Linked DNA regions of Mus musculus: regions 1, 3, 4, 5, 6 and 7 are each linked to region 2. Evidence: chromatin contacts called from public ChIA-PET, HiChIP or PLAC-seq and promoter capture Hi-C data. All regions are on one chromosome and are shown on one strand. Each heading gives the region's core, a stretch centred on a gene start, on an enhancer-like site or on the middle of the called end of the contact. The rest is flanking DNA. Distances are from core to core; before and after follow the strand shown. Region 1 overlaps Gm30530 (a long non-coding RNA gene). Region 2 overlaps Runx1 (runt related transcription factor 1). Region 3 has its middle 29 kb from the start of Setd4. Region 4 holds the start of 1810053B23Rik (RIKEN cDNA 1810053B23 gene). Region 5 has its middle 21 kb from the start of Gm30695. Region 6 has its middle 7.9 kb from the start of Gm30474. Region 7 holds the start of Cbr1 (carbonyl reductase 1).

Region 1 (3,713 bases), core at 355-2,854, 570 kb after region 2:
AAAACTTTTGTCACGAATTTTTTTGTTGGTGTCATGGTTTTGACTTAGGAGAAACAAGATAATGAGGAGTGTACACAGTGATTCCTACTTTCTGAAACAATTAAAATTAAAATTAAATGTAAAACTAAGCCTTCATGTCAGTTGTCCCCACACAGGCATTTGGAACACCTGGAAATGATGAGTTTGGCCTGTCAAAGCTTGCAGAATGTCCAGAGAGTTAACTCGGCAGGCAAAGTGCTTGCCACACAAGCAAGGACAAGAGTCCTTAACCCCTGTGTAAGCGCCACGCAGGCATGACAGCCTTCCTGTGGTTCCAGCTCTGGCAAGGCAGGGACAGAGGACCCTGGGGACAAGAGCTAGTGAGACCAGCAGTGTTAGCCAGCTCTGGGATGAAGTGAGAGACCTGCCTCAAGGGAAAAAGATGGAGATCGAAGGAGGAAGTCGCCCGGTGTCAGCATCAGGCCTTCACATGTACACACATACACAGGCACATGCATGTACACACGCATGCACATGCACACACATGCCCCTACACAAATACAAACAAATACACACATGCCTACAGACAAAACAAAAACCTTGATGGAGAATGCCATTAGCATCTAATGGCTGAAGATCAGGGATACTCCTGAGCAGCCTACAATATGCGGGACAATGTGCCAGCAAGGAAAAAAAAAAAAGCCAGGTCCAGTGTGACCACATTGCTGGGGCTGAAACACTGTGGTCCGTGTAGCAAATGTGGAAGTTTGAATGAAAATGGCTCCCACAGACTCATTGGGAATGGCATTATTGGAGGTGTGGCCTTGTTGAAGGAAGTGTGTCACTGGGGATGGGTTTGGAGGTTTCAGATGCTCAAGCCAGGCTCAGCACACACCTCTCTCATTCCCACCCACCCCCCTCTCCCTGTTGCGTGCTGATCCAACTTTACAGCTTTTGGCTCCTTCTCCAATACCATGACTGACTGCATGCTACCATGCTTCTTGCTGTGATAATATTAGACTAAACCTCTGAAACTGTAAAGCCAATACCAATCACATGATTTTCCTTATAAGAGTAGCCATAGTCCTGGTGTCTCTTCACAGCAACAGAAACCGCTAAGACAGAGATGACTAAATTTGAAAAGGAAAAAAATAAATAAACATGGCAACTTACACACCAGGTTGTCCACATAGCTTTAATCTCTGAAGAATGGGAGCAGAGGTGGGGTTGAGATCCTGATAGAGTGAATGAGAACAGTACCCACCCACCAGCTTCCCACTATCCTTTGGCATCTTTATCCTCCATGCTTAGACATGGCTTAGTGAGGGAACTTCACTAAAAAACTGTGCTCTGCGCAGATGGAAGAATATAAATTGGAGTTGGGAGAAAAAGCCAACTTAAAGGTCACATGGGTTAGGGAAATGATAACTTAGCCAGTTTGGCCTTTGGCAAATCTACACAACAGTGCTTGGATTCCCATGTATAATCTAAATTAACATGAGTTAACCTCAATCTCTTGCAACCTTCATATCAGGAGTTTGGTATTTTTATTGCACTAGAGGGAGTTCAGTTTTAAACAGAGCAGCGTGCCGGTATGAATGTAGCCAGTGAGTCACTGGCTGTGTGAGTCTGAGCAGACTGGCTTTGCTAGTCATTCCCTGGAGTTTGGCTTATACCCTGCAGCTCAGAGAGCACATAACCCACACATCAGCCTTCCTTATATGTGGATATACATCCCGGTACATGTACGGAAAGTGACAGTTTCTCTCCTACACATACATGCTAATGATAAAGCTTAAGCTTTGAGTTAAGCGCAGTAAGAGACAGTCACTAACAATAAATACGAGCAACTAGAACACCCATGATAAAGTCCACATGCCTATGTTTGAAGCAATGAAGACATTATCTAAAATAACTAAAGGAGGTTTTGAAGACTTTTGCAAGCATGAAGAACTGCAATGCATCCCGTGAACTACACATGCATGTGTGTTGTGTGCATGTGGTCATGTCAGCATGAGTTCACGTGTACACATACATGTGAAAGCCAGAGGACAACTTAAGATGTCATCTACTTGGCTTTTTGAGACAGGGTTTCTCCCTGGTCTGGAACTCACTAAGGAGACTAGCATGGCTGGCCTAAGAGCCAGAGGGGACCACTGTCTCTACCTTCTCACTGCATATGGTATGAGCTCTGGGGACCACACCAGCATTTTATCATCTGAACCATCTCCCTAGATCCCTAGTTCTTTCTTCCTTGTAGCCTCTGGGTGTCCTGTGGAGCCAGGGTTGTTGTCAGCCAAGGAAGGATACAGAGGGCACATTGGTTGAAGTGAGCCATAAAGCACTGGCACTCACGTGGCAGGTGGGGAGAAGCCACCGAGTGACCAGTCACCATCATCACTGAATGTCAAATGTCACTTGCATGGACACTACATATAGATGAAAGCCCAGGAAGGCAGAGACTGCTACAGGAGGCAAATACATTCTCATATTCATCTGGAAAATAAAAGCACAATTGTGATTTCTGACTCTTCCCAGACTCAGCCTTCTGTCAAGCTTCACGCGCATCCTCCAACACTTGGGCATAGCCAAGCGGCACTTTGTGCTCACCTCTGTGGCACATGCTCACGCTCTTTCTCTCTGACCTCTGCCATCCCTCCCTCCCTACACCCTCACGGTCTTATTTTACTCTGGAATGTTCCCTCACTAGCCTGAACACTCCATGGTTCTCAGTATGAGTCTCAGTTGTACATACATGGGGTTTTCATAGACACACCTTTGTCCCCTGACCTTAGTCTGACCGTGCATTCAGTGTCATATGAGGTGAACGGAAACTGGTCTCCCTATCCCTGACTGTGAGACACGCATGATCTGAGCACCTCTTTTTAAAACTCCCTCTGGTGTCGGTGTCTTTTGACTAGGAGCTGTCCATATGATTGCATTTGTACCTTGTTCTGATGTCCAGGGTCCGCCTCACCACTCTTCTCCATGTGACAGGACACAGCCACGAGAACATAGGGAAGACTCTGGGAATGGTATCATAGGAGCCAAAGTTTCAGCTACCTTGCTGCCACCCGTTGGTGAGTCTGTCCTCAGTACAGTGTCAAGGATACACAGTGGACAGAGGTGCCATGATGACCTGGCCATGTTGGCATTGGAGCAAGTGGTTGTGACAGATATGACTGGCATCTGTTTATTGCCCCCAAATCCATCATAAGGACTCCTCACTTAATAAACCAAACTCTAGGGTACATATGTGCCTGTTGCACAGGCCTGAGACTAACTTAAAAGTATGGGAATTAAGACACACACTCACACACACTCACATACACACATACACACTCATACACACACACACACACACACAATCTGTTGTGCAGAGGTCATCAGTGCTCAGAGCTGAAGATAAGCAGCCCATTGGAAGCATCTTCCTTCTCACTGCAGCCATTTTCAAGGAGTCCATGTTGCCCTATGTGCTGACTTCCGTCCCTAGGTTCAACTAGGGTGCCTCTCTAAAGCTCCGCCCTTTCCCATTTGTGCATGCTTTGTTTTGTCAGCAGAACTTGGAGTGTAACCAAGGAAGAGCTCTGGTCTATTGACCTGAGAGGGAGGGGATGAAGATCAGGTGGGCTATCTTCTCAGTCTCAGCTCCTTCCAGCCACAGAATGCCATGCACGCGGAGAGGATGGCTGTGTCCCACGGTGTGTGGTGAGGACCCAGAGCTCTTCCAGACA
Region 2 (3,598 bases), core at 399-2,898:
GAGGAGAGGGAGAGGCACACACATATACACAGAGAGAGACACTAAATTTAAAAATGTAAACAAAAGTTTAAATATAAGTAACATATAACAATTAAGGAATAACATTATTTGATTGTGGGCTTAGTTTTTAAACTCTACAGCAATTATTGAAGCAATTTTAAAATATTTATTTATTTATTTATTTATTTATTTATTGTTTAATGCATATGAGTGTTGTATTACTTGCATCATATCTGTGTACCTCATGCTTGTAGTGCCTAGGGAGACCTTAATCGTGTGTTGGATTTCCCTGGGATTGGAGTTAACAGACCGCCTTTAGCCACTAGTGGTTACTAGGAATCAAACCCAGGTCCACTGGATGAGCATTCAGTGCTTTAATGTCTGACCCAGCTCTCTAGCTCCCACAAAACTATTTTAAAAAAAAAATCATTTTCCTACCCGATAGGCAATAAACAAGCTAAAATGAAGTCACATAAAATGTTTCATTCCATTCAGAGGAGGCAGGAAAGCCGGGGGTGGGACTAAGAACCAGGTGCAACAGGCATAAAAGTTAGACCATGGCAGATCATAATCCAACTGTATCTATAAAGGTGAATTGTCTAAATCTACCACAGAGGTTGTCAGAACAAGCTACAAATAAAACTTAACTACCTGACGCATACAAATGGCTCATTTAAATGTAGATTCAGATAGGGCAAGCATAAAAGGGTGGAGAAGCTGTGCTAACACCAATCCAAGGAAAGCCCGAGTTGCTGTATCAAGTTTTCTACAAAGCCGATTGAAGATGGAGCTTTTCAGGGATAAGAGATAAGTTACGTTATGATAGTACGGAAAACCAAAAATACATTTTCCTTCACAGGTGTCCCGTGAACAAAGGGTCTCACTAACTGCAATACAAGGAAAAGCAGACAAACCCATCCTTACGGCAGGAGACTTTAGCACCCTCTTCCAGTCACCGATAGACCATGCAAGCAGAAATTCAGACTCGGCTGACCTGGACAGTATCAGTTTGACCTACAGAACACCGGTAGGCCGCTCCTTTCTTCTGAGGCACACAGATCACTCGCTAAGGCAGACTACACTTGAGGCCACAGAAGACTGCTTGGGTTTGAAGGCATAATCATACAAAGTATTTCCTTAGGCCACAAGGACTTAAACTAAAACCAAACAACACTCTCCCCTCCCCCGAAAAACAAAACAAAACAACAACAAAAACCAGTAACAGAAATATTACTTAGAAATCTTCAAAAATTGGAGATTATCTGGAGATGCCATAGCCACCAAATAAGAGATCTGAAAAGATATGTCGACTGTCAGTTACTTAATGAAAATGAAAACACCAACATTTAGGGACTGGAGACGAGGCAGCTTTGGAAGGGAAATTTCTGGTTCTGAAAACATATTTGAAAGGAAAGCCAGAACGCCAGTAACTAATGCGTATGGGGTGAGGAGGGGGAAAGAATGCCCCACACCCGAGGCAAAGAGAAGTAGCCGTATCTAAAGTGATCAATGAAGCTCACTCCAATCAGAAGAGTAAATAAATGTTCCTGTTTCGAAAACTCAAAGCATCCCGATTCAGCCTTGTGCCCTCCCTCCCTGTCCAAGGAAAGGACACGCGGGGACATCAGCCTAGTTCACTTGAGCCTTTGGTGGCCCTGGCACCTGACCTCACAGCCTGGGTTTTCTGGGTCAGGACGTTGGGGCTCTGCTGTAGTCAGGGCTCTGTTCCTTGAGTATTTGGCGGGCATCTCTAAAACAACAAGCCGTTCACCCTCGATCCATTGAAAATAAACAGTGGGCCATGCAATGCAGGGCCACTTGCTTCTTAACGCGCAAAATCTGCTCTGAGAATGGATAAACCCAAGGGGCCTGTTCTGGGTTTTTCCTTAGAAGACTCCCCCTCTTTCTGCAAGGCAGAAGGCAGAGTCATCCTCAGGGCGCCCTCCCAGTGCAGCTCAGTCATGGGTAGCTGGTGTAATGCCCTCTCGGATGCCTCAGAGAACACAACAGGATGTGAGTCAGGACACAGAGATGTTGAGTCAGTTTCCAGGGTGATGTGTCAGGGCGAGCCCCAGGGGAGGCTTGCACCTTCTCATTTGGGACCCTTGTGAAGAAAGACCCAGGATACCTTGTGTAGGAAAGTGGTGGCGCCCCCAGATGCTTGGAGGATGCCCCACCCCCACCCCCCACTCTGCAATGTCAGCTTTCACAGCCCTGGTGTTGGGCAGGTGACCCAACTGAAAGGCTGCTTGCCTCTGGTGGTTTTGAGCAGTGTTTCCTTTGGCTTCTGCGGTGGGCAGTAAACCCACAACAGCTCCAGAAGTCAGAACAGACAGGAGTCACCCCAGAGCTCCTTCCCCCAACCCCCACTCCCCAGGTAGCCAGCACTGGATTAGCATCGCCTAAGCACACCAGTGAGAACCAGTGATAACAGGAGTCAGTTCCCACCAGTTCTGGATCCTGGAAGAAAAGAGGGTTGTGAAAGAGCCCTGGGATTTGCCAAGCATTTGTCTCCCACTGGCTGCAGACATTTTGGTTAGTCATGTGCGTCTCGGCTGCGGTCACTGTTCCAACGGTTACTTTGAAGGGAGGCATCCAGAGTGAGCCAGGATGGAGACCTGCCTGGTAAGGCTGTTTCAAAGGCCTTCGGGGTCTGAGGGACCCATTCTAAATGACATCTATAGACCCAGGAGGTGACAGGCCACCTGAGAAAGGGAAGAAGGAATTGTGTGGCTTCATCTCCTGTTCCGGTACCCAAATTCCTCACTCATCCCGGGGAGGCCTCCTGACTTTGTGGTCAGGATGCTACAAATCTGAAATGCTTATTCCCAACATCAGGGACACTCCTAACCCCGGTGGCTCGCCCCAGAATCCTTTTCCTCCCAAATCTCTGTTTCCTCATTTTTTAAAAATGGGGTTGGGGGGTAACCAGACTCACCTGCCTCCCAGGTGTGAGAGTTAATTAATGTTTGTGGTACAGCTTTGAGATCCACAGATGAAAGGCTCTCTATAAATGCAAAGTGCTATTCCTCATTAGAGCTGCCAGACAGTTCCCAGGGGAAATAGCTCAGCCCTCGCCACGAGGGAGGCCTCTCCTCTCAGCCAGATCAGTCTGAGACAGGTCTGGAAAGGGCTCTGTATTTAGGCAGAGTCCTCCCTGTGCAAGGGTTCAGGGATAAGTCACCCGCTTCTAGAAAACACGCTGTTTTCATAACACCTCTCATTCTCCGTTGGCACCGTCTCTCCTCCAGACAGAGTGGCCTTTGGCGTCCAGACAGAACTGTGCTTCTGAGGGCACCAAAGGCCCCGTCTGGTCTCTGCAGTGTCCTTTCCTGCAGATAACTTATTTCGCCGAACTTTGTTAAAGAAGCCCCACCCCGACTCCTCACCGCACTGCACGAGCTGCCTGCACCTCTGACGTCCACTTATGTTTTCTAGGCCTGTAGTCAGGCTCAGCCACCATGTGGCAGGTGCCATCCTAGGAGCGCCTGCTGAATCATCCTCTCCTCCATTGCTTTCTCCTCTATAGAGTCTCGAAAGGCTGAGGGTAAAGATGACTTCCTGTCCCCAGCCCCCAGTGGTTCTTCTCCAGCCTCAT
Region 3 (3,959 bases), core at 639-3,138, 950 kb after region 2:
CTTGACTCAAGCTGAAGTCATCTGAGAGGCGGGAACCTCAATTGAAAAAAAGCCTCCATAAGATCAGGCTGTAGGCAAGCCTGTAGGGCATTTACTTAACTAGTAATTGATAGGGGAGGGTGGGGAAGGACAAGGCTGTCCTCGGTCAAGGAGTGACCCACAACCTGTCACCTGTCTTGACATACCCTGGGTTGTGAATGTGAGATGCCTCTGTCTTAGTTAGGGCTTCTATTGCTGTGATGGAACACTATGGCCAATAGACTATTTCAACTTCAAGCAAACACCCATGCACATAAACACACACACACACAAACACCCATACACATAAACATCCATACACATGAACACCCATACACATAAACACACACACACACACACAAATACACATACACATAAACATCCATATACATGAACACCCATGCACATAAACACACACACAAATACCCATACACATTAACACACACACAAATACCCATACACATTAACACACACAAACGCCCATACACAAAACACACACACAAATACCCTTGCATATAAACACCCACATAAACACCCCTCCACATACAAACACCCATACACATAAACACACACACACACAAACCCATGCACATAAACACTCATACACATAAACACACATGCACATAAGCACATGTGCACATAAGCACATGTGCACATAAGCACCCACACGCAAGCCTAGGATATGGAGGAAGACACATTTACACTGCTTGTGTGAACTTCCACCTCAGGTCTGTGACTTGAACCGTACTCTGGGCCTGGGCAGAAGAAATTCTCCATCCAATGGATCATGTGACCACAGGTTTTAATCATGTGACCACAGATTTCAATCATGTAACCACAGGTTTCAAGGACCAAGTCCCCACTCACCTAGTAGCCTCAGTCCCTGTCCACGAACACAGGCAACTTGAGGAGGAAAGGGCTCATTTCACCTTCCAACTGACAGCCATGGTCAATGGGAGGTGGGCATGAACTCAAGCAGAAGCTGAAGCAGAAGCCGCAGAGGAACGCTAACTACTGAACTACTCCCCTGGTTTACTCAGGAGTGGCACTGCTCACAGTGGCCTGGGCTCCCACATCTATCATTTATTGAGAAAACACTCCACAAACTTGCCTATAGGTCAATCTGATGGAGCCAACTCTTCAATGAAGGTTCCTCTTCCAAAATGATTCTACCCTGTTTCAACTCGGAAACACACACACACACACACACACACACACACACACAAACCAGCAGAGTCACATTTTTCTCTGTTACATTGGATGAGTCTCCCTGGCTGGCTGTATCCTGGATGCCCTGCATCCGAGAAGTGAGGAGCGTACAGAGGAGACCGTGTGCAGGCATTACCCCATCTCATGAATGGCTGCCACAGTCCTTATACCCATCTCATCCAAGAGAACAAATATCCTCATAGACATGTGTGAAGCGAGAGATCGTCACTCAACATTTAACAACCTGCACACCTGTTCGGGTTCATTAGCCGGCTAATGAAAATAAACCTTGGTCACGTCTCGGATGGCTGTTCATTGCCCTGGTTTCTGCAGACATACTGTAAAATTAACTGCGAACTGCTATTTCCTGCAGCCCCACCCCCCCCCCACCCCCCCAGGTAGAGACGGGTGAGAGGGCTAAAGAAGGCAGAAGCACACAGTGTCTGCAGAAATCATATTCAAGGGAGATCAAATGTAATGTTTTCTTTCAACTCGGACAACTGCTTTGAGATGTCCCATCCGAGCAACCTTGAACACAGCCTCCGGGGTTGGCCGATTACCCCTGACGAATACCATTTGTGCTTGAGTGATGTCGCTGATGAAGTCAAATCGTGTGTGGGGGTGGGGGGGGCAGAACGTGATGAAAGGGTTTTCAGTCTGCTGAGAACTTACTGTAACGTACACGCTCACGCTGAGGCCCCACTTCCTGCCCAGGACAGGCCCCGTGTGATCTGGGCTTCTTAGCTGACTTTTGTTTGTCGGTGTTCATGTCTCTTAAAGGGAGCCAGTTCTTTCTTCCCCTTTCCCAAAGCAAAAAGATGTACATAAACAAAGAGGGCCACCAAGCCCTGGTCGCTGTCATTCTGCACATGAGATAATAGTCAAAAACAATACCATGAGGTTGGCCAGCCAGCACGCCTGCAGCTGCTGCCAGCTCCCCTTGCCACTGTACACAAGCCATGGGCATGTCAGGACTTGAAGAATGAACCAAAGCCCAGAGAAAGAAAAGGCCCAACAGTGTTCAGGGTGAGTTCGTCTGGCCCTCCCTCCCCTGCTCACTCCTTCCCAGAAGCCCCGGTACCTACAGACAGACAGAACAAAGACAAAGCCAGCCCCACACCCGATGTTCTCACCACCGTCCCTGCCTCTCACTCTCAAAGACTTGACCACAGTCGCTGAGGGGCATCAGAGAGCAGCCAGGGAAAGGCTGGATGAACAAGAAGCCTGTGTTGTCTCCTCCCAGTCAGGGGATTTGGGCAAAGAATGGCCTTCCCCGTGAGCAAATGGAGGTAAAACTCCAAGTGTTGTGTTGGGCAGTCCGTGAAGCTGCAGCCCAACTTCCCATACGGTAGGGTGGTTGGTGGTCCAGAAGCCATATTTGATATTTGAGATCAGTTATGCTCCCCAGTGAAGAGACAAAAACTGTCACCACCCGGAGTCCTCTAAGCAGAGCTACCCCCTTTAGGGGTGCCACAGTATGAATGGATTACTGATGGTCACACAGACCAACCCAGAAGACAGGTATCTAGCATCCTTGGATTCCCTTGTGGATACCAAGGCCCTCTCACAAAATGGCAAACAATTTGCAAATCGCCCACACATATGTGTGCTTTAAATCTTTACTATTTAAAGCTTAGTCCAACGTAAACATTGCACCAATAGGTGTGCTGTTGACTTAGTTACCATTCACTGCTGACTTGACACAGTTTACAGTCATCTGAGAGGAAAGCAGGGATTGAGGCACTGCCTAGATCAGACTGACCTGTGCAGACTGTCAGGGTTATTAATTGGTGTAGAAAGGTCCGGGCCACCGTGAGCTGTACTGTCCCCAGGCAGGTAGTTCTGTGTGTACAGGGAAGTTAGCAGAGCATAAGCCAGCAAACAGCTTGCCTCCCTGTGTCCTGCTGTGTGTCCTTGGGTGTCAGTGCGTTTCCAGTTTGGAAGCAAGGCTTTGTGAATAGCAAGCAGTTCAGCCCTGATGTCCCTCTGGGATGGGCAGTGACCTGACAGTGGATGAGGTACAAGTTGCTTTTGGATAGTGTTTCTATCGCAGCAACAGAAAGCAAACCAAAACAATTTTCAACGCAAGGCTGATTGAATCTCAGATGCAGAAACAGGTCACTACAGAAGGAAACTTGGCCGGCCATGGGGTTTGCTTGGTTTTTTTGTTTTTGTTTTTTGTTTTTTTCCTGAGACCACCAGTGTCAAGTTGGTGGGTGGTAGGACTAAGTCAGTCCGCAGTGATCTGCAGTCTGTCAGCTGCCTGTGGACAAAAGAGCCAAGAGTGCCTCGAAGCTCTGCCCCCAGATCTAGCGCACCCCTCTCATGCTGAGCGATCTGTCCGCAGAAAAAGATTCTTCCCAGCACTCCACAAAACGCACCCTTCTAGAAACATCTACCAGATGAGGCACTCTGAGGCCCTGAGGACTTTGCGTGGGTGGTCCAGTCAGCTCCTTAAAGGCAGCTCTTGTGTTTGCCTGTCCTTCGGGTAGTGTCTAAATTCTCAATTAAGACGGAAGTTGGCGTCTGCCTGGTCTTTCTCTGCAGTGCTGAAGACATTATTCATTTACTTAGGGCTCATCTGTAGCGCAACACAGTTGGCCCCTCCTCCGCCCTGAACTCACCCCTCATACACACTGGCCAAGCCTCGTCCCTGCTTCATATCCCTTCATCTGCTCAGTGCTCGCTGGTTGAACAGTTACTGCTTCCCAAAAGGAAAGTAACCGTCTGAC
Region 4 (3,673 bases), core at 929-3,428, 740 kb after region 2:
GAGACCCATCTCCTCCATATACCAACACAAAGGGCTTTTTATAGAAGAAGCAGAGAGGCTGCCACATTGGATAAATGCGATTTGTTTCATGCTGTGATTCTTAACTAAAACAAACCCCCACGCACCTTTGACTATTATTAGGTCAGTGTTGCATGGTGTGATGGTTGGAACTTTCCCTTCAAACGTGGTCTATTGGAAACATAATCTCACTCTGACAGCTGGAACGCAGAACCTAGTAACAGGCAGTGGGATCCTGGGGTTTTAGAAAAGAACACTGTTGCAAATTGATTTCTACTGCGCAGGCATCTCACACAAAATGAGCTCGGCCTCACCTGGCACCTGCTGTCCTGAGGTAACTGCCCTCCCTCTACAGCCATCTTGCAGGAGTGGCTAAGATACTAGGCAGATAGTGGAGGTGTCTTGGTTTTGAACTCCCAACTCTAAGAACTGTAAGGTTAATTAATTTCTTTCCTTGTGAATGCCCCAGTCTGTGGTGTTCTGTTTTTATAGCAACACAGGCAGGTAAGACACATGATTTTGGAGCCAACAGAGACTAGATACTAGGAACAGGTCAAACTCCTAAAAATCACTTTGGGCAAGATCTTCCCTTCCCTTCTCCAAGAGAAGTTATTGTCTGGACATTTCTGATGCTGATAGCTCCTACCAGAGACACCATGGCTTGATGGCTCTTTCCAAAGACTCCATGGCTGGTGGGCAAGAGAGCAGGCCTTCTGTGGTGCTGACATGCAGGCAGAAGGGGACCGTGGTGATCATGTGTCTCTGGCAGAAAGAGATTCTGAGATGCTGACATTAAAGAGCTTGAGGGAGTCCATGCCCTGATTCCTGTGATGCACCTCCTGCCCCCAGGCCCCATCATCCACAGATCCGCACCTCCCAAATTTTGAATTCATCAATGAATAATTTTTTCACTTGATCAGAACCCTCATAATCATCTCTAGATATGCAACCTGATATTCCTAAGGGTGTGTTTAGACCTCTGGGCATTTCTGACCATTAGAATCAGCCATATGAGAGTCACCATGAGGTACCGGTTCAAGCCCCAGATGGCCCAGCTTACAGCTCTGTCCACAGTTCTTGGCTCTGAGCTCTTCTACCACATCACACTGGGTGGTTTATTTCCCATCTGCCCTTTGAGTTAGAAGTCAGACGATGTGAAAAAAGTAACTTCCTGTTTAGGAAGCATCCATTTATTAAAACAAAAATAATAGGTCCCCACTAAGGCCTATGACCTTCCCGGCCATGAGCTCTTGACCTAGTTTTCTGTACCAGGGATGGGATCACTCTTCTTGAGCAGGCTCAACTCCAACCAGAAATCAGTTGGTTACTCTCACAATATAATATTATAATTGTATATATTAGATATAACTAATGTGACACAATATATGATGTAAATATAATATAATATAATATAAATAGTCATGCCATTATATCAGTTGGGACATCTTGCCTGGCAGGACATTTCTGTAAGTTCACATCTGGGCAAAACTATAAATGGCCTCTCTGACTCCTCCCTCTCCCTCTCCTCTCTTTAGCTGGGAAGCCTCCCTCCCAGAGCTCATTTCCTTCCACCCTGCAGGGCTTGGGGCTGACTGTCTGATGCCGCGTCCTCTGTAGACCTGGTCATGCAGGAGGAGTTTCCTTTCTGAAGCTCTGTCGTTTGCTGTCAATGGATGGCAATGCAACCCACAGCCAGTCAGCCATGACCCTGTCCTGCTCTGCGTAGCTCCCTCACCCACCTCAGAGGGTGACACTCCTCCATGACCAGACTGAGAGAGATGGCTGAACCATACCAGAGCACAGTCCTCACTGTGAGTGACACACCATCCTGGGCTCATCCTCTCTGTGCCTTCTATCACCTGACCCCACCCCTACCTCTGTTCCTGTATCTTGGAAGTCCTTAGAGGACCTCGAAACTATTTCATCTTGTCATCATTGCGGGCCCCCCACCCACCCACCCTGTCTGTCCTGTTTTGACTCTGTAACAATTTTCTCATTTATATCAGTCAAGAACACCTCAGGCCAAGAACAGACTAAACCGCAAAGGTCTCTGAAGTTCCCGGTCTTCCTTACCACTTTGCTTAAGGGCACTGGCAATGCCCATGTGTTCCTCCTGCATTAGCAAGCTCCGTTTCTTTCTTTTTCAGCATGTGGTTCCACTGGGCATTCTAAATTCGGCACCCTGTTTTTAATGTGTTTATCTAATATCCTTGCCTCTCACCACCTCCCTTGAGGCAAAACTTATCTCCCATGACCCACTGCCAGGCAAACTCCCAAGCAGGCGTGGACCTTCTATGACTTGCCAAGAGTTGCCCAGTCAGTAGTAAGACAAAGCATAAGGACCCATCATCAGAATCCGCTGTCTCCAGGCTAACTGCAGCTCCCACAGAAACAAGAGCATCACCCGGGAGAGAAAGGGAGGCGACTGCAAATCTGATGCTACCTCCTGAGATGGGTCTCAGCTGCGAGTTCTTTCTCGACCATGTTTGCAACCTCCAGCTGTTCCCCTAGAAGAGAGAAACAGAACATATCATTAGACCCTGCTGAGGATGGGGTAGAGACAGATGGTTGGCACTATGGATTGTAGATCATCTCTAGATGGTGGGATTCCATGTAGAGATTTCGGGGTAAAAGAAATATTTTCTAAGGGGAAAATTAAACGTCAGCCAAGAGTAATGAACAGACACTCTGACAGTTCTGCATCATGATGTCTGTTCATGTGTACTGTCTTCCTGACACTTAGAGGCACCTCCTCTCCAAGCACAGTAGACAGAAGTGTCCATCTTTTTATGCTTTTTTTTCTAGCATCCCTTTTATAGCAAAACCCATGAGCAGCCTTTTCCTTATGCCGTGACCCCAGAAGTGTCCTTAGCACTGTTCTGTCATTCCAGAGACAACTCACGTAAGAAAAGGTCACAACACGTGGGACACCGAATGTCTCTCACCAAAAGAGACACTCTGGAAAGTCCAGGTCAGCTGAAGCCTGCAGTACAATGGGCCAAGCTTCCTCTCCCTACTTATTGGATCTGTCCAGACAGCCTGGACAGGCATTTCTGTGCTTCAGGTAGGCAGAGGTATGGTATCTCCTCTCAAGCATAATTAATGTATCCAAAGAAAATAAACACTGAGAGCAGGTGTTCAAATATCCCAAGCAGAGATGAATGCTAAGAAAAGAAATGTAAGTATGATTGAGGAAAAATCTGTTGGAATAAGTAGAGCTCTTCAGACTGTACAGATAAGAAGGTGCAAGAAGCGAGATGTGGGGTCTTTGGGGTATAGTCTGTTCTTTGTCAAAGGTGTCCTTGAGTAGCATTTATGGGAACATGAATAAGAAGGTCGATACAGACCTGGAACAGGAAAAACGCACATCTGGAACTGCAAGTAGACAAGGTCCAAGGTCCTCGGCATGAACAAATGCTAATTGCTCCAACAGGGTCATGGCACGTTGTAAGCACGTACAGTGTTATCCCACTGTACCCTACTCATACGCTCAATTATTCCATGACCGTTGGAAGTTAAAGGAGCCCCTTAGATACATCTATGAACTCCAGCTACACCAATTGATGGGGACCAAAGGGCAGAGGTCAAACATGCTCTCTGACCTTATGAAGGTGATTTTCCATTCAAGGTCAAGGACAGATGAAGTTCTTAGAAG
Region 5 (3,578 bases), core at 1,074-3,573, 930 kb after region 2:
TAACCATTTTCAGTGTGCCCTTCAGTAGTGTTGAGTACATCCCACCATCGTACAACCATTAGCACAACTACATATCCAGGGCTCTTTCTGTTTTGTAAAACTGAAATTACAATCCATCAAAGAGTACACCTCGCACACACCCGCAACACTCAGACCCCATCAAAATACCCAAGCACTCACACACAGCACACACCAAAACTCACATACACCCTAACACTCATAACATACACCCCAATTCGTGTGGACCCCACAGCTCTCCAACCTCCGATGTTCACACCACCCAACTCTCACCCCTCAACATGCTCACATACAACTTCACCTGTGCCTGATACCCCAACTCTCACAGTACCCCAGCTCCTAAACACTTCTACTCACACACTCCAGCTTCTATGCTAACACGCCAGCTCACACACATCCCATGAGGCTCTGCCAGACAAGTTCCTACCATGTCTGAGGATTCCTCTACAGAGCAGCTCCCATGCCTCATACAAGAACTCACAGCCACTCCCCAGTCTCCGGGCAGGACCTAAGGGATACCATCACCCCATTCCTGTTCCCTGCCTCTATATGCTCTTGAAAATAAAATGCGTCCTGACTCTGCCATGCAAGCAAGGGAAGCGCTAAGCCTTCTGAACACAGAGTCTGTTCTTCCCTGACATGGGAAATAGGGAGGGAGTGACTCAAAACTTATCCTGCACCGTAAAATGTATCGCTTGCTCTAAGTCCCGCTTTTAGGGACGGGATCCCAGTTTTACTACATCATGTTCACTTTGTGTTCAAAAGGAGGAATCCATTTAAAACATATTTACGCATCCTCCTCAGATCACAAGTTCTTGAGTAATAAGGAGGACAGAGTGAATATGAAGGGAAGGAAGTTTGTCTACAGGATGCCTGCAGAGTGGAGGAAGCCATAGCTGAAGGAGTAGAGAGTGAGGAACAAGAACAGAAAGATGAAGGGAAAGAACAGGAGTCCTTCCATCCTATTAGATGCCTGGCTGTGCCATAACTCAGCCAGGACAAGCTCAAGGCAGGGACAAGCTCAAGGCAGGGAGACCCTAGGAAAATCTGGTATTGGTGACTCCGGGGGACATTGCCTACTGGTTCCCCTCAAAGTGAAGAATGAGGAGAACACCTTCAGGCAGAAGATGCTCTGATTCAGCTTCCTCTGACTCCAGGGGTCTCTGGAGTCACTACCTTCTCTAGGCACTGACCATATGGGAGGACCACAGCAGGGAGGACGACTACAGAGGAACGGGTTCACCTTGATCCCCTGGCCTGAGTACATGAAGTAAGCACAGGAGGAAATTAGCCCCAAGTCAGAGAAGAGAAGTCCTTAGGCCCAGGACATACACACGTGGACCAGCTTCACCAAGCTTGTGAGTGGTCACAGACCACACACACCAGGGGCATGAAACAAAACAGACCAGCCTTCACAGACCTGCATGCTTCCTAGCCTCTGAGGAAGGAAATCTGCAGACCAGTCAAAGCCGGCTTCTCATGGAGAAAGTCAATCTGTGACGACTCTGTAGATCATGCCTCCACTACCTCAACCAAACATGGCTTCTTCTGTGGCAGGCCTGCATTTCTGCACCCGTGTGGGCAACTGCAACTCCACTGTCTTCTAGTTGAGTGGACTTGAGGCCATAGACTGAAGGCCACGTACCACAAACCTTACCTACATGGTGCTTGAGGCTGTTGACTTACCTCCTGTAGGAAAGATTGTTATCAACCTACCCCAGTAAAGTCGAGCAACTGGGCTGAGGAGATGTCTCAGCCAGTAAAGTGCTTGCCACATCAGTACGAAGACCTAAGTTCAATTCTCACAACCCAGATAAAAATCCAGAAGTGATGGTGTACACCTGTAATCCCAGAACTGGGGAAGCCAAGACAGCAGGAACCCTGGGACTCGCCAGACAGCTGGATTAGCCAATGAAGTGAGTTCTGGGCCTACGAGAGACAGTCATAAGACTAAGATGTACAATACCTGACAAACATTACCCAAACTTGATCTCTAGCCTCTACAAGTACTTGTACACACACACACACACACACACACACACACACACACACACACACACGTACCCGTGCATACACACCACACACACTCAGTATAGCAACTACAGAAATACTGACAAGCAGCACGCACGCACACTGCTCCCCTCTCCCAGACATCGTTCCACAGCATCCAAGACCGGGGAAGTGTCATTAAGATTCACAAAGAAAAGCCTGTCAGCACCAAGGGTTTTGTGGTAAGCCAGGGTGAGGTCTCCCTGGAGCTGGTGCTGCTCTGCTGGGCTACGCCCTCCCAATGTGGCTGTGGTTTGGTCCTCACACAAGCTGAAAGAGAAGCAGGGCTCATTTGCCTGCCTGCCCTCCCTCCGCACCAGCCTGTGAGCAGCAGAAGAGAAAGCCACAGCCCAGCCACCTCAACCACAGAGCCCCAGCTACCAGAAGTCAACACTGGAGAAGTTTCCCAACCAAAAGGACAAGGAGGAATTCGATTAAAAGAGAGACCGCCAACCTGTCAACCACTGGCCTTTATGATGTGGGAAATGTCAGAATTAGGGATAAGTGAGCAGTAACTCAAGCCACCGTAAAACCCACCACAGATCACAAATGGCATCTTAACAATGCCAGCATCAAAAATTGTGGTGTATTTATAGTCTGCTTCTGGCTGTCAGATTCAGTAGTCAGCAGCCATGTGTACCAACTTATACTTAAATTTTAAGTCATCAAAAGGGTTCAAAGCTTAAACTGTTTCAGCTGTTTGGTCAGGCAAGGCGTACATTCTGGGTGCTGCCTCATGGCATGTGGCCTGTGGGTGCCATATTGGAAACAGAAGTTCTAAAAATGCTCTGTCATCACAGACAGCTCCTCTTGTAAGCCAGGATGGATGACTCCCGGGTGTTTGTTCCTAGCCTTGGCCTTGGGCTACGAAATGTGTGGTCTTGGTGGTCGGCTTGTCTGGATTTAGACGTGTCTAAGAGCAGTGAAGCTTCTAAGTAGGAGTGTTCCCTTCCACAGGAAGCTGGCCTGAGGAACCGTGGGGAGGGAGGGAGAGACCTGCCTCAATGTGAGCAGTGCTATCCTGTGGACTGAGACCCAGAGGGGAAGGGAACGGCAGGAGGGAGCCAGCAGGCAGCTGCATGCCCCCTCTGAGCATGTGCATGGCTGCTGCCCTTATCCACTAAGGTCAGGCTACAACATTATCGGATTTCCAATGTGGACAGGAAAGGATCAGCCAGTTTTTTGGCCCCGACTGGACTAGAACTACTGCAGTGGCCTATTTATTTAACTGGATGGCTAAAGAGCTCTGGGCCTTTGTGATGCAGGGATGTCCATTTTGAGGTTATGTAAGCCAAGCCAATAACTCTTATTATATAATATATTATATGATATATATCATGCTGCATTTACACGTGTTCATTATTCTGTGTCCCTAAGCTACCTGTAGATAACTAGTGGATACATGGTTGTGGCTTCCCATTTGTGGAATTATATCCACAAGTCAGATTGACTGAGAACTGAAAACATTTCCATAACTTGGATCTAGAGTATATACTGACCGGTTATTTTTT
Region 6 (3,909 bases), core at 522-3,021, 520 kb after region 2:
TGACTAACAGGTGGGCCTTAAGCTCATCACATCTTATTAGGCCTGTCTCCCTAGCCCCCTGACACACAGGGCTAGCTCGATTTATTACTTCAGCAGCCCCTTAAACAGGTCAGTCTGACCCCAACTACACATCCCACGTGAAGGTCATAACTGCATGCTTAGTGGCTTCCAATATGGCCTCACCACAATCTGAAATCTGATTGTAACCTTCTCTTGTGCGCAGTTCTCTAGTGATTACACTAGCATCAAGACATCTTAGCTCTCAATCCCAGCACTGCACTTCCCTTGTTCTAACCTCTGCCTCCCCGTCCCCCTGCCCCTAGTATAACACACAGAGGGAAGAAGGGAGAGACAGGGAGAGGGGTGGAGTCTATAGCATAGGAAGCCGAAAGTGGCTCACCTGGATATTACCATAGAAGTCGGAGATTTCAAAGGCTCTTCTAAAGTCTGAGGACAGTTAATGAAGTGGGAGAAAATTAAGTGCAGGACACCAAATCCTTGGCAGTGATACTGAAATCGGGGTGCGGAGCACTGGGATCTAATTTCACATGTTTCAGGAACTTGTAAAGTTATGTTGGTCCTTTCAGTAGCTTATATCCAAAACATAATCTTCAGGCTCTAATGTCACCGCCATCGTGCCATCAAACTAACCCCTATGCAAGCACAAACTGGGTTGATAATATCCATCTATTAAGGAAAATGCACACAAGATCAAAGTATAGCCAAGTGCATTATGGAGAATTATTTATGTCTTCTAGAAGATTATCCTTGGGTGCAGTTTCTCATGATAAGAACCTGGCCTGACTTTGTTCTACAGAGTCAGAAAGCCTCCTGTATTAGATGCCGCTCTATTGCCTCCTTAAGTGGAGTTGAAAGAACAAAGCGTTTTCCAGAAGGAACGGGGCCCTATCTGTCCTCAGAGCTGCCCAGAGATCAAACAGGTCTTTTTAGCAGTTTTATTAGACATCTTCAGAGGCCTTCAAAAAATACTCGGTTTTATAAGTGGTGAGAGCTAGTGGGTGGGAACTCCTGCGTGTAAACAAGTGGAGTTGTCAATCATGACTGTTGAAAAGAAACTATTCCTTAACAGGGAGGGCTGTATGGATACACTTCTGGGTTCTCCTGTTTTGTATAATGATGCTTTTATATTAGTTTAAGAGGTGAGCTTTCCAACCACTGAAGTGTTCTTACGGTAAACAGATCGTGGTGGTGTACCATTCTGCATTGCTAGGCAGGAAAATATACAGAGAAAATTCTGTCCCTGGGCTTATTTACTGGAGTGGAACTGTGTGGTGCCAGGACTCTCCAGGCCAAGGTGTCAGTGGGATTTGTTCAAGGTTGCCAGGAAGAATCTGCCCTGGGCCTCTCTTAGCCCAGTGCTCCTTATAGTTTAAAAGCATCATTTTAAACTCTGTCCCCACCTTGACTGGAGAGGGGCGGGGAGGGAGGGAGAAGAAAAGGGAGAGGGGAGAGGGGAAGAGGAGGGGAGGGAGGTCTCAATTTTCCAATTAAGGGCAGATTCTGAGGGGCAGGAAATGACTACTCGAGGTGTGATTTAGTGGTAGAAAATTTGCCTGGCACGCATAAGGATCCCGTTCAATATCTAGCAAAGGAGGAAAGAAAATTGAGACATCAGTTACAGCTGGTCCTTCCTTTTGACTTCTCCTCCCCCCCCCCCCCCCCGCTTGGTTCTTGGGCCACCTGGGACCTCTGAGAAGCAGCTATAGAAGTCTTCAGTGTGAAAGGCCTTTGGGAAAACAAGGTCTCCTGGGTCATCTCTAGTACATCTGACTCAACTGACATCCTCAAGAAGGGCTTGCCACCAGAGTCTCACACACAACTTGCCCAGCAGTGTGAATGCTGCTTTTCAACGAGCCTCAGATTCTCCTGCCTTCCTGGAAGACTCAAGTGAAATCAATTCTCATGTTTTTACCTAATGAGACGATCGTAGCAAAGTCATCATTTTAGCAAGCTGGAATTCTGGGAGTGGTGGTGATGGGGTAACATAGGCTGAGGTCCTACATGGGGAAGAAACCTAGAACAACAGATTCTTATTTCCTTTTCTTTTAATATAAAAATAAGAACCCCAAAGTAATATGGCACAGGGAAAAAGAATGTTCTGGGTGCACAGAGAAAAAAGCAAAACACTACATATCCAAACTCTAATGATATTTTATTATTTTCCCCTAATTATTATTGTTTACTGATTATAAATGAGAGTCTTATTGTCAGGAAGCCCCTTTGTTGGGACTGGAGAGACCACCCAGTGGTTATGTGATTACTGCTCCTCGGGAAGATATAAATTTGGTTCCAAAGCCACACGTAAGTCCATTTCCATAAGTATGGGATGGCCCCTACCCCCACCTCTGTGAGCACCTACCTTTGTGTGTACGGACCCACCCATAGACACGTATACACAATCAAAACTAAAATACACTTTAGTCAAAGACAGGCCCTTTGTCACACTAGCCCACCGACTAATGGGTTCCACAACGTAATTACCAGTGTCCAGACATTTTAAAGACCTAAGGGTTGGGAACAACAACAACCCCATCCTCCTAAATGATGATTTTTCTTGAGGCTCTCTACACGGATGGAGATGCGACTCCCTGTCATAGCAAACGACCTCTCTGAGCACTCGCGTCGCACTAATTGATCTTTTAATTGGTTCAGTCAACACTAGAGTCTTTGCACTCAACAGGGACTAATTGCTACAAGCAACTGCAGCCGCTCAGTGCTGGCTCAGTGTTGAGAAGACAGACCGTCAACTGCCTAGAAGGGGTAGCATCGACCCGGTGTTAGCTACGCTGACAGGATGCTGCACTCCCTGCAAAGAGCGTTTATCTAGCGATGTACAAAGCCGGTTAGTCAGAATGGGCAGTCACTAGGGTTCCTAGCTTACATGTGTTTTTTTTTCCTAATGAGATATGATAAGCCACTGACTAGTTTCTTTATTCCCTCAGCATCTCTTGTACCACAAAACCTTAATCCATTCCCTTATTACTAGGTGTGCCAGTTCATCCTCTGGTTAGGATCTAGAGCCATCCAGGAGGCCATCCTCTGAATAGCACTTGCTGTCCTGTTCACCACGTTTTATTGTATTGCATTTTATCTTATTTGAACTACGAAGTTTTCCAGTTGCCCTCAATCAAGATAAAATGTTTCCACCCTAAGCACCCCATTTGAGAGAATTTTTTCTCCCTTTAATACTGAGTTTGGGAACTCATCTGGGTTAGCTCGACTTCTAAAGTATGTCCAAGAATCTTTTAGAGAAGCATTTGTCTGAGTTTTAATTGCGTGTCTGCGTGTGTGTACGGCTGAGTGCTAATATCCATGGAGGGCTGAGGAGCTGGACGTACAGGCAGGTGTGAGCTGCCCAGTGTGGGTTCTGGGAGCTGAACTGGAGTTCTCTTTGAGAGCAGAAGGCATGCTAAAGCATCGCCCAACCTCCACAGTGATCAGCTTAAAACTCATTCCTCCATTAAAGCGTGTAAATGAGGTCTTCAAAAAGGTGGGTCTTCGCTGTTGACCTGCAAATTTGCTACTACCACTCTCCAGAGAGAGACAGAGACAGAGACAAATAGAGACAGGCAGAAACAGAGAGACACAGATAAAGAAAGACAGAGAGACAGAGACAAATAGACAGAGACAGAGAAAGAGAGAAAGAGAGAGAGAGCAAGAGAGGAGTTGAAAAGAATACTTAAAATGTATTCTGCTTACCTATGTACTTATAATTTCTTCAAAACATTTAAAATCAAAGCTCTGATCCTTCTGAGGCCAAGCGGCATTGTATGCAGACTGCTCTGCACGTTCATTAGAAGCGGTGTCCACAGAATGAGTACCTTAGGAATGAGCCCCGGTGGACGCTCCCTGCTGCCATGTTCTTCAGTCATCAAAACTGAGAGCCAT
Region 7 (3,603 bases), core at 367-2,866, 990 kb after region 2:
AGTCTGAACAGAACTGGAAGCTTGTCTTGCTGTGGATACGTGGTGTTTTACTATACTTTCGGCAGCTCACAACCTCGTGTGACTCCAGTCTGTGGGATCTGATGCCCGGTGCCCTCTTCTGCCCTCTGGGCATGGCACATGGTACGCAGACATGGGTTCAATCAGAACACGCATACACCGTTCTTGCTTCCTGTGGTTACATGGGTTCCAAGGATTGAACTCAGGCTGCTGGGTGACCAAGGTCCTTGCCCTCACTTGCTGAGCCATCCCACCCTGGGCAGCATTTTTTTTTTTGGATTATTCAGGTTTCTTAAGCAATTGACTAGGAGCTTACTTTGAACGGCAATTTACAAGCAATGTATATGAGGCAGTAGAATATTTTGAAATGGAAATCTTATACCTGTCTCCTTTATTTTACTGTATTCCTAATACAATGACCTTCATACACACAGAGAGGTCTTCCTGTGGGGTCAGTATAACTAAAATGTCTTATTTTAATCTAAATGGCCACTTGTTTCTAATAGCAACCTACTGAATGGAGAGGAAACGAAACTTGACCTGGAGATCCCTATAGCCAGGGTGTTAGGAACCAGTGACGAAATCTGTTTCCCACGACTGAACCAAATGTCATTTTGCGAGCATATGGCATCATGTCATCTTAAAAAGGGACTAAAAGGGTGCATTGTGGTGCACAGAAGAGCAGCATCCCCTGAAGGCCCTGTACACATCTGTACACTCAATACAAACATCCAGGTAAGACAAAGCAATTAGAAGTATCTAAAGGGATACCACAGGCTAGTAAGGAATGTTTCCTGCCCAAAGATTACCCCAATAGCTTTGCTTTGGTGTCCTAAGAGGTGAATTCAACACAAATTGCGATTCCTCATCATAATCTCCCAGTTTGTCCTACAATTCAAGTTCCTACAACTTAAGTGGCAGCTTTATGTTATTTTTTTTAAACACCAGAAAGAAAACGTACAGAGGTCCAATTTGCAAGTTGGGGAAAACAGTGAAAAATTCATACAAGTAATGAGGAAGACCTAGACCCGTGGGCAAGCTGAATGCATGATTTCCAGGTGCAAAGCTGTGTTTCTCTCTCTCTCTCTCTCTCTCTCTCTCTCTCTCTCTCTCTCTCTCTCTCTCTCTCTCTCTCTCTCTCCCTCCCTCCCTCCCTCCCTCCCTCCCTCCCTCCCTCCCTCCCTCCCTCCCTCCCTCCCTCCCTCCCTCTCTCTCTCTCTCTCTCTCTCTCTCTCTCTCTCTCGCCTTCTCCTGCAGTCTTGCCTGGCAGCTGGCTTCAACACGCCTTCAGGAAAAAGCCTGAGATGTCAGTCATTTGACCTGGCCGGTTTTTTTCCTGGCTGGTATGTAACCCCCAACTGCATAATGCATAATCTGAGATAACAGACAACCTGACACCTTTCGTTGCATGGTAAACTTTTATTTAAAAAAAAAACAAAAAACAAAAAAAAAAAAACGGAGTTCAGGTAAGGTGAGCCATTTCCTAAATACACAGCAATTTGACAAGAGGCAACTTTAAAATCCACACTAAACAACAAACACACCCCCCACCAGCCACGCCCCCCGTAGGGAGGGGGCTTAAACTGCGCATGCGTGCTAGGTGCGACATTGTCGACGCCAATTTCAGTCCGCCAGTGAACCGGTCTTGAACCACTCTCCAGCAGCCTCGAGAGGCAGAGTTTGCGCCAAGTTCCTTGGTCTCCGACGGCCTCCCTTCTCACGCAGCCATGTCTTCCAGCAGACCCGTGGCGCTGGTGACCGGTGCTAACAAAGGAATCGGATTCGCGATCACTCGTGACCTGTGTCGGAAATTCTCCGGGGACGTGGTGCTCGCGGCGCGGGACGAGGAGCGGGGCCAAACGGCAGTGCAAAAGCTGCAGGCGGAGGGCCTGAGCCCACGCTTCCACCAGCTGGACATCGACAACCCGCAGAGCATTCGCGCACTGCGCGACTTTCTGCTCAAGGAATACGGAGGCCTGGACGTGCTGGTCAACAACGCAGGCATCGCCTTCAAGGGTAAGCCATTGGGTGTGGAGATGGAAGGTGGCTTCCCCAGAGCCTGGTGGCAAGGTGGGCTGTGCCTCTCTGGGATCATTACTAGGACCAGGAGCACTATGCTGTAGGACTCTGAAACAGATCCCCTGGGAGAAACAGGACAGGGTAGTAGGGGCTGCAGGAAAGCAGAGCCTCAATGTTCGCCATCATTTCTAGGTTTCCCTCACCCAGTTGTTGAGTAATTGAATTGGACTTGGCGATACTTAAGTGGAACTATATCTGATACTGAAATAAGCAAGAGATTGAGGAGAGAGAAAGAGACAGAGGGAAACGGTGTTTCCTTAAGATCCTGATATATACAAACTTCACCTAGCCACCCCCAGTGGTGGTGGTGTCTTTCAAGCACAATAGAAAATTGTCAGATGGACAGTGATGCAGAGCTGTATGTAAACAAGACTGTACTTGCAAGTGGATCTCTAAAGCTCTAGCTTACTTAGGTCTTTACATTTCCACTCCGCTAACTCGGTTCTCTTCTCCCCCCCCCCCCCCCGAAAGTCAATGACGACACCCCCTTCCACATTCAAGCAGAGGTGACAATGAAAACGAACTTTTTTGGTACCCGAGATGTCTGCAAGGAGCTGCTCCCTCTAATAAAACCCCAAGGTGAGTCTGCCAGGTGACTTCCGGGCTCAGCTCCTCTCCCTACTGCACAGCCTCTCTGCCACTGTGAGGCACTGCTCAGACCTTTGATCTCAATTCTTTTGTGGCCATTGACTTTCTCTTTGCATACGCAGCTCTTCTTAATCTTCAGATAAGATTCCAGCATCCACTTCTTCCACCTCCTCACCCATTAGGGGCTTTAGGACTCCAATTATGTCTGAAATATTTTGCATACATACTGACATCCCACTGGCCACAATGGCCTGTCCCCACAAGTGCTAAGATTGTACCCAACTACATCCCTCAGCCCAGCTCCACAGCAGCTCTCAGCTGTCAAGATGAACCCTACAAACCCTCTGAGGAAACCACCTTTCTGGAGCAGGACTTCTTTGCCTCTCTACAGCACTCAGCCCCTCCTAAAATCCTTCAGGAAGAAAATCAGGCCTTTAGCAGGGCTCACAAGACTCTATAATCTCACCCTTCCTTATTCCGAGCTCATGTTAGTGCTCCATCAACATGAGAAACCTTTCTGGAAAAACAAACTATCACATTACATTTCTCATGAACTGCTCTCATACCACAAGTCTTTGAATAGCACGTGAATGACCAGTCATTAAACACACCAGTAATGATGAGGGAGCCACTTTGAAAATGTGAGTCTCTGGTATAGAGTTGACTAAGTATGGCTCTCTCAGAACTCCTGTCCTCTCTCCTGTCTTCCCCTCTGGACCAGATCTCACGGTCATCTGGCTTCTCTGCTCACACAAACCTCAAAAGCAAAAAACCAGATTCTCTGCTACTTAACTCCTGTTCTGTGCATCCCTGTCTCACATGAAATCTTTCTGATACAATTCTCACCAGATGTAAAGTGCTGTTCTTGTACATGGTGATGTGTTTTTAGGCAGAGTGGTGAATGTGTCCAGCATGGTG

What was found. Promoter capture Hi-C pulls out the DNA fragments that hold promoters and counts their contacts. ChIA-PET counts read pairs in DNA pulled down with a chosen protein or histone mark. HiChIP or PLAC-seq counts read pairs in DNA pulled down with a chosen protein or histone mark.
Region 1: an H3K27ac HiChIP or PLAC-seq map of the NIH/3T3 cell line shows a contact between it and region 2, with 4 times the contacts expected there. The contact joins two enhancer-like sites. A contact is called at or near these places in 6 of 115 datasets of contacts at active chromatin or transcription factors (the NIH/3T3 cell line, acute myeloid leukemia, fibro-adipogenic progenitors and 3 more) and 1 of 9 other capture datasets (embryonic stem cells).
Region 3: a contact with region 2 is called in an RNA polymerase II ChIA-PET map of memory CD8 T cells, with 6 read pairs. The contact joins two enhancer-like sites. A contact is called at or near these places in 1 of 15 datasets of contacts at CTCF or cohesin (embryonic stem cells), 3 of 484 Hi-C or Micro-C datasets (B cells, liver and nephron progenitors) and 4 of 115 datasets of contacts at active chromatin or transcription factors (acute myeloid leukemia, embryonic stem cells, large pre-B cells and 1 more).
Region 4: a contact with region 2 is called in a promoter capture Hi-C map of liver, with 7 times the contacts expected there. The contact joins the promoter of 1810053B23Rik here to the enhancer-like site in region 2. A contact is called at or near these places in 6 of 39 promoter capture datasets (the 3T3-L1 cell line, the C10 cell line, liver and 2 more), 1 of 484 Hi-C or Micro-C datasets (liver), 2 of 115 datasets of contacts at active chromatin or transcription factors (large pre-B cells and pancreatic cancer cells) and 1 of 9 other capture datasets (embryonic stem cells).
Region 5: a contact with region 2 is called in an RNA polymerase II ChIA-PET map of memory CD8 T cells, with 8 read pairs. The contact joins two enhancer-like sites. A contact is called at or near these places in 2 of 484 Hi-C or Micro-C datasets (bone marrow-derived macrophages and embryonic stem cells), 3 of 115 datasets of contacts at active chromatin or transcription factors (the NIH/3T3 cell line, memory CD8 T cells and pancreatic cancer cells) and 1 of 9 other capture datasets (embryonic stem cells).
Region 6: an H3K27ac HiChIP or PLAC-seq map of microglia shows a contact between it and region 2, with 7 times the contacts expected there. The contact joins two enhancer-like sites. A contact is called at or near these places in 4 of 115 datasets of contacts at active chromatin or transcription factors (acute myeloid leukemia, bone marrow-derived dendritic cells, large pre-B cells and 1 more) and 1 of 9 other capture datasets (embryonic stem cells).
Region 7: an H3K27ac HiChIP or PLAC-seq map of trophoblast stem cells shows a contact between it and region 2, with 6 times the contacts expected there. The contact joins the promoter of Cbr1 here to the enhancer-like site in region 2. A contact is called at or near these places in 3 of 39 promoter capture datasets (the C10 cell line, liver and stem cell-derived epiblast-like cells), 3 of 484 Hi-C or Micro-C datasets (all in liver), 8 of 115 datasets of contacts at active chromatin or transcription factors (embryonic hindbrain, embryonic stem cells, large pre-B cells and 4 more) and 4 of 9 other capture datasets (adipose tissue, embryonic stem cells, liver and 1 more).

What each region holds. Positions count from the first base shown.
Region 1 is chr16:93,185,162-93,188,874 of GRCm38.p6, forward strand. Gm30530 (a long non-coding RNA gene) reads right to left here. Exons shown (of 3, transcript XR_385063.1): 2 at 3,580-3,713. Among named protein-coding and RNA genes, the nearest start is that of Gm30530, 6.8 kb to the right of the region's middle. Within about 2 kb of position 1,605, at least 31 of the 459 cell types and tissues checked have an H3K27ac peak or open chromatin away from gene starts, as enhancers often do. A contact at or near this core is called in the NIH/3T3 cell line, where this site is marked.
Region 2 is chr16:92,618,918-92,622,515 of GRCm38.p6, forward strand. The region is part of intron 6 of Runx1 (runt related transcription factor 1); the gene reads right to left. Among named protein-coding and RNA genes, the nearest start is that of Gm30224, 25 kb to the left of the region's middle. Within about 2 kb of position 1,649, at least 171 of the 459 cell types and tissues checked have an H3K27ac peak or open chromatin away from gene starts, as enhancers often do. A contact at or near this core is called in the NIH/3T3 cell line, memory CD8 T cells, pancreatic cancer cells and 1 more, where this site is marked.
Region 3 is chr16:93,572,798-93,576,756 of GRCm38.p6, forward strand. No RefSeq gene overlaps it. Among named protein-coding and RNA genes, the nearest start is that of Setd4, 29 kb to the right of the region's middle. Within about 2 kb of position 1,889, at least 54 of the 459 cell types and tissues checked have an H3K27ac peak or open chromatin away from gene starts, as enhancers often do. A contact at or near this core is called in memory CD8 T cells, where this site is marked.
Region 4 is chr16:93,356,534-93,360,206 of GRCm38.p6, forward strand. 1810053B23Rik (RIKEN cDNA 1810053B23 gene) reads right to left here and starts at 2,179. Exons shown (of 4, transcript NR_040489.1): 1 at 2,092-2,179.
Region 5 is chr16:93,550,563-93,554,140 of GRCm38.p6, forward strand. No RefSeq gene overlaps it. Among named protein-coding and RNA genes, the nearest start is that of Gm30695, 21 kb to the left of the region's middle. Within about 2 kb of position 2,324, at least 49 of the 459 cell types and tissues checked have an H3K27ac peak or open chromatin away from gene starts, as enhancers often do. A contact at or near this core is called in memory CD8 T cells, where this site is marked.
Region 6 is chr16:93,138,015-93,141,923 of GRCm38.p6, forward strand. No RefSeq gene overlaps it. Among named protein-coding and RNA genes, the nearest start is that of Gm30474, 7.9 kb to the left of the region's middle. Within about 2 kb of position 1,772, at least 19 of the 459 cell types and tissues checked have an H3K27ac peak or open chromatin away from gene starts, as enhancers often do.
Region 7 is chr16:93,606,221-93,609,823 of GRCm38.p6, forward strand. It overlaps Cbr1 (carbonyl reductase 1), which reads left to right and starts at 1,617. Exons shown (of 3, transcript NM_007620.2): 1 at 1,617-2,034; 2 at 2,569-2,676; 3 at 3,575-3,603. The coding sequence starts at 1,746.